2 separate regions of the Mus musculus genome follow, and region 2 is linked to region 1. A link is a contact called in public HiChIP or PLAC-seq data. All regions are on one chromosome and are shown on one strand. The core of a region is the stretch at or near the end of the contact, and the rest is flanking DNA. Distances in the headings are between cores, read along the strand shown. Region 1 has its middle 150 kb from the start of 1700010I02Rik. Region 2 has its middle 52 kb from the start of 1700010I02Rik.

Evidence for each region. HiChIP or PLAC-seq counts read pairs in DNA pulled down with a chosen protein or histone mark.
Region 2: a contact with region 1 is called in an H3K27ac HiChIP or PLAC-seq map of embryonic stem cells, with 6 times the contacts expected there. The contact joins two enhancer-like sites. A contact is called at or near these places in 2 of 484 Hi-C or Micro-C datasets (both in embryonic stem cells) and 9 of 115 datasets of contacts at active chromatin or transcription factors (embryonic stem cells, epiblast stem cells and stem cell-derived epiblast-like cells).

The regions. Positions count from the first base shown.
Region 1 is chr3:7,803,435-7,806,470 of GRCm38.p6, reverse strand. No RefSeq gene overlaps it. Among named protein-coding and RNA genes, the nearest start is that of 1700010I02Rik, 150 kb to the left of the region's middle. Within about 2 kb of position 1,315, at least 7 of the 459 cell types and tissues checked have an H3K27ac peak or open chromatin away from gene starts, as enhancers often do. A contact at or near this core is called in embryonic stem cells and stem cell-derived epiblast-like cells, where this site is marked.
Region 2 is chr3:8,005,427-8,008,231 of GRCm38.p6, reverse strand. No RefSeq gene overlaps it. Among named protein-coding and RNA genes, the nearest start is that of 1700010I02Rik, 52 kb to the right of the region's middle. Within about 2 kb of position 1,396, at least 22 of the 459 cell types and tissues checked have an H3K27ac peak or open chromatin away from gene starts, as enhancers often do. A contact at or near this core is called in embryonic stem cells and stem cell-derived epiblast-like cells, where this site is marked.

The sequences.
Region 1 (3,036 bases), core at 66-2,565:
TAATGGAGGTCCCAGGGGGTTTTGAGGTCTGGTGAGGTGTGGGGTCTGTGATTGGGGATATCCTCATGGAGATACAGGCAGGGAGGAGGTATGGAATGTGGAACAGTCAGAGGGTGGACCAGGAAGGGAAATAAAAAAAAATTAAATAAAAAGAAGGAATATAAAAAAACAAAACAAAAAAACAAAAAAAAAAAAAAGAAAAAAGAAAAAGAAAAACTCAGGCCTGTTCACAAATAGCTGGAATTCTAACCTCTTCCCCAACTGCATATAACAGTGTGATGGATGCTGAATATCATTTTTCATATCAACCTATTTGTTTTTACTCTTGGTTAATAAGGATGATCAAAAAGAATAGGGGCATGTACTCTTCAGAGGTTTTAATGTAAGATACATTACATTTGAAGTTATTGATGGTAACTGTTCTAATTAGGCAACTTAGATAAAATTTCAAAACAATTATTAACAGGTCCAGAGGCTTACAACAAGGTCTGAGGATGACAAGGTTCATTGGCTATATGTAATGTATTTACTCCATTTTGGAATTTAAGGGTAAAAAGACAAAAAGCAGAAGATTACTATATAGATTCCCATGAGAGTACTTAGAGTGATAAATAGGGTTTCAATTATTCAGACAAAATGAAATGACAGAGTTTTTATATTAATTTAATACTTTATCAAAATAATTGCAATTGGAATATTTTGTTTAGTGCTATTCACACTCCAGTGAAGTTTGCTTGGCAGGCCAAGAGACCTGGGAGCACTCACGAGGCAAAGAGTTTCATGGAAACTCACCTCCTAGAACTTTGGCGTTCTCATAACCCATATATTCATACCCTATCCCTGCGTTAGTCTGGTGTATGGATCCACGTGCTCTCATTTAGAATTATTTTATTATAAATGCCTTTTAAGATTGAATTCTGACATAGCTAAGCCTTCGCCAATGTTCCAATGTCCCAGAAAATCCTTGAAGTCAACAAACTTGGAATTCAGTAGGAATTCAGTGAGGTTTTCTATTCAGTAACATTCAAATTTACTTCTAGTAGAGACAGTGAAACTAATTAGACATTACAAAGAACAGAGCCAGAATAGCTGAGGGCTGGTCTGCCGAGTGTTTACTTGAGGCAATAGCCAGTCTTACCCAGACAAGGGAATTCACAATGGCCTAGTGAACAGGTGGGTTCACCATGAAAGAGTTAGGGAATCCCCCTGAGACAGGTTTCTTCACTAGGCCCAAAGAAATCAGGCTTTTACTAAGAACCCCTGGTGGTAGGCTTAACAATAGACTAGCATTACACCTGGCTCCCTTCTTAGTGGCAGCGGCCTGGTCCCTGCCTTCTTTTGAAGTATAAATTTCTTTTGTATTGTGTCACTGTAACTCAGTGGATGTATCTCGCCTGGTTTCTTGTTATTCTTCTGTATAAAAAGTTTGATGCTCAACTTGACAAATTACATTCAGATTCTACACAATCTACCATGTTGATCTGTCTGTCATTCGCTGACTCCTTGCCCATCTGCAACTAGAGATCCGTTCAACACAGACAAAGGGACTCAGAGCCTCTGCAGCAGTTTAGAGTTCAAGTTAACCCTTTGTACTATTTTTTTGTGTATTAAGGTCTTTAAACATTTCATCCAAACAAAATGAATGTTTTAGAGCCATTTAATCATCACTTAATGAACATTCATATACCTTTTCATATAAGCTTCTATAATTAGTTCAATCTACTGTCTTCTAAGCAAAAAGAATGTTTGCCAATTTTAGTCCATGTTACCTAAGAACTAGGGTGTAATGTGATTGTTTTGGGTAGACAATGTTACCTAACTATAATTTTAGAAGTCCTCTCCTTGTTTGCTTCTGAAGTGAAGTTGGCTTATAGTCACAAATAATTTAAAGGAGAAAGGAAGGCTTGGGTCACTGTTTTCTGAAGGGCTTTGTGATTGGCTGCTGAGAAAGTCTGATGGAAGGAGACTTGCAGGTTCTTGCTCCTGCCCAGCTTTGCTCTCCCTGATCATATATCCCCCTTGGCTTCTCACAGAGTTAGAATTTCCAGGTCAGCCATGAGTGAGCAGAGGCAACAGCCTCCCACATTCTTCTCCACCAACAGCTCCTGCAGTTAAGTAGCCTGGTTTCCCAAAATTCCCACAACTCCTGACTCGGCTGCACATGGCATCACTTAAGACTTGTTTGTGCTATCTCAAATTTTCCAGTCCCATCTTTCACACACTCAATCCTTTAATTTTTTTCCCTTAATTATGTAAAGCCTGCACCCTATAAAGGTCCATTATTCCACAGCACAATGTGGTATTCCAAGCCCTGTTCTTAATTTAAATCTGATAGACTGACTCTAACTTTAATCTGCCCCTGCCCCCTTAAAACAATCCAAAAGAGATTACAGTAGTCAGTTTGCTAGGTTACCATATACAAAGAAGCTTCTATGGAGTCTTAATTCCTCTGAGAAGCATTTCCTTTGCAAGAAATAGCAATAGAGATAGATAGAGATACATATTCCTCAAACATCTTACTTAATCTAAGAGATACAGCCTAAAATTTTATACGACCAATACACTGTTAAAATTCAATTCATATTCATAAGTACACATATAAAAGGGTTTTAATTATCAATCAGAATTACCAATTTGAGTTGAGAAAGTAAAAACATATAGAAATTGTATGAATTGGACTTTTTGAAATTTTGTGGTCTTTGTACACAGACACATACTCAGCCCACAAATAAGCTTTACCAGATTGGCCAGATGGGAGGCTACTTGAGGACAGAAACTCTTTTTCATATCCTGGATACAAAACACTGACAGTGTGGATAGCTTCCACATAACAGAGAGAGAAATGAAGAACATACCCAGAGAAAAGAGATGCCACAAATATGTCAAAGCTGAGGGATAATAGGAAACATGTGTTTTCTGCTGAAACATTATCAGCTCTCTAGGAATTAGCTAACCTGTGAAGACATTCTTCTCAAGGGGAGCAATGCTGTAGATGTGGACATCAGACACACTAACCCTACCACTACTCCTACCTAT
Region 2 (2,805 bases), core at 147-2,646, 200 kb before region 1:
AAAGAGGTTCAAAACTCCCATTTTCCATGAACCTTTCTTTTCCCATATCCTCTTGTAGGTGGGATAGAAGGTAGTTTGAAGTGTTAAAGAACCATAATTAAAGTAGGCTTTGTGTTTGGGACTGATAGTCTAAGTTCCAGAGAAATAGCTAGGTACTTCCACTATATGAGAACACAGGTAAAGGCATCATATACAATCTAGTTCTTATCAGACACTGAATCTGAGAATATCTTGAACCTTGCCTTCTCAACCTTGGGAACTAGGAAACAGGTTTTTGTTGTTTATAAGCTATGCAGGTTATAGAATTTCTCTGTGGCAGCTCAAATAGCCTAAAGTTTGTCAGAACACCAAAGCTCTAGCCATAGCTTTTTTTTCTGGGAATTACAGTCTTACGTTACTAGATTTCAGAGACATCCATATATTAACATTTACTAAGTATCTATTATAGAGAGAATGTCTTATGTATTGTAAGAATACATCACTTGTCTTTTATTTTTTCTTTGCTTTGTTTTTTATTGGTTATTTTAATTATTTACACTTCAAATGTAAATAATTACATTTCCCAGGTACCCCTCTACAAACCCCATACACCCTCCCCCATATCTCCTGCTTCTTTGAGGGTGCTCCCCCACCCATCTACCTACTCCTGTCTCGGGGCCCAACCATTGTCCTATGTTGGGTTATTGAGCCTTCAGAGGACCAAGGGACTCCCCTCTCACTGATGTCAGCTAAGGTAAACAATTCTCTGTTACATACACAGCTGGAGCCATGTGTCCCTCCATGTGCACTCTTTGGTTGGTAGCTCCCTGGGAGCTTTGAGGGAGTCTGGTTGGTTAATATTGTATTTCTTCCTATTGGGATGCAAACCCCTTCAGCTCCTTCAGTCCTTCCCCTAACTCCTCCATTGAGGTCCTTGTGCTCAGTTTCGTGATTTGCTGCTCAGAGCCACATTAGTTTGGCTCTGGCACAGACTCTCAGGGGACAGCTATACCACGCTCCTGTCAGCAAATGTTTCTTGGCATCAGCCATAGTGTCTGGGTTTGGTGTCTGCAGATGAGATAAATCCCTAGGTGGAGCAGTCTCTGGATGGCTTTTACTTCAGTGTTGCGTCTGGCCAGCAGCTCACATGCCTGGGTTCTAGTCTGGAAAGGCATCTTGGAAACCTGGAAGAGAAGAAGGGGGGCTAGGCAGCACGAGAGAAAGACAGAACCAAGACAATCAGTCTGATCAAGGTTTGATTTTACCATTTCCGACACTGGGTTATGAAACAGGGGAAGGGGGCCAATTCCCCGCCAAATCATCCTGGAGTAAAGTTTCAAGTGACCACGTGATAGCTCCGAACAGCTAGGCAGCGGGCAGTAGAAGTGGGCGTGACAGGGTGGCAGGCCCCACCCTGATGCTTTCTTTGTGCTAACAGTGAAACTTGATCAGCCAGGTTTCAGGCTGGGGAGGGGGGTTACATCTCCTCCCTGTTGTTAATATAAAAAAGAAAAGGCTGGCCTGAGGCATAAAATTTATTTATACTCTATAGTTCTGCCTGAATTTTAGGACCTAAAGAAGAAACCTGTCTCAGTGGGATTTCTTAACTTTTCTTAAGGTAAACCATATCTGGATAAGACTGTCCTAGTAAACATCTAGCAGACTAGCCCTGATCTGTTGGCTCGGTCTTTTTTATAATGCTAATTAGTTACTGAATAGGTAACTTCCTAGTTGAATTCTAAGTAATCAGTTACTCAGTCTTTCTTGGACTTTGGAACACTGGCTTAACTATGTCAAGATTCAAATTTAAAAGGCACTATAGTAACATAACTGTAAAGGAGAGCACATGGATCCATACACCAGACAAACTCGGGGATAGGGTAAGAGTGTGCGGGTTAATGAGAACGCCAAGGCTCCAGGAGGTGAGCTTCTGTGAAACTCTTGCCTCACGAGTGCTTTCTAGGCTTCTTAGCCTGTCAAGCAGACTTCACCGGAGTATGCGTGGCATTCCCCCTGTACTTTTATTATTTAGCTGAAGTTCTAGGATGTCCCGCCTCGTCGTAGCTACAGATTTTAGGAGTGCTCTAAAGATGAGTGGAAACACAATGATTACTAATAAAATAGTGCCAATAATTATAGCAAATAGGATTATATATTGAACCCAATCTAGGGGATTCAATGTATTTAGGTTATTTTTAAATCTATGGCCAATTCATCAATGTTCCAAGTGTCCAAGTGACTATTGCTAATATCTGAAATTTCTGCCTTTTTAGCTCTAATAGAAAACCTAAATCTCAAATCAGACCTAAAGCCACAACATATGCAGGAATGTCTTTAGAATGAAAATAGCAGCTGCCACCTGAATGCTCTTGGGGGCGGGGATGTACGAATACTGCAGTCAGGCTGAAGGTGTTGATTGACCTGCTTGAAAGACAAAATCTTAGACAGTGAGAGTAACATCACAAAGCTTCTTTTGGGGAAGTCCAGGTACTTTATTCAGTTGCAAATTAGCAAGGCTCAAGCTCAGTCTCCAGGCTGGTTTTAGAATTAGTGAAAAGGCCAGAGATTCTCTGGAAGTGGGGGCTGTGCTCAGAATTAACTTTGCTAGACAATTAAGAATATTAGTTATCTACAATAGGAATCTCTAATATTGGGCTAAATATTAGACCAGCCTAAGATTGAGTTAGAAATTTTTTAAAATTTATTGGATATTCTATTTATTTACATTTCAAATGTTACCATATTTCTCAGCTTCCCTTCTGAAAGTCCCCTACCCCATCCTCCCTACCCTGCTTCTATGAGGGTGCTCACCTACCCACCCACCGA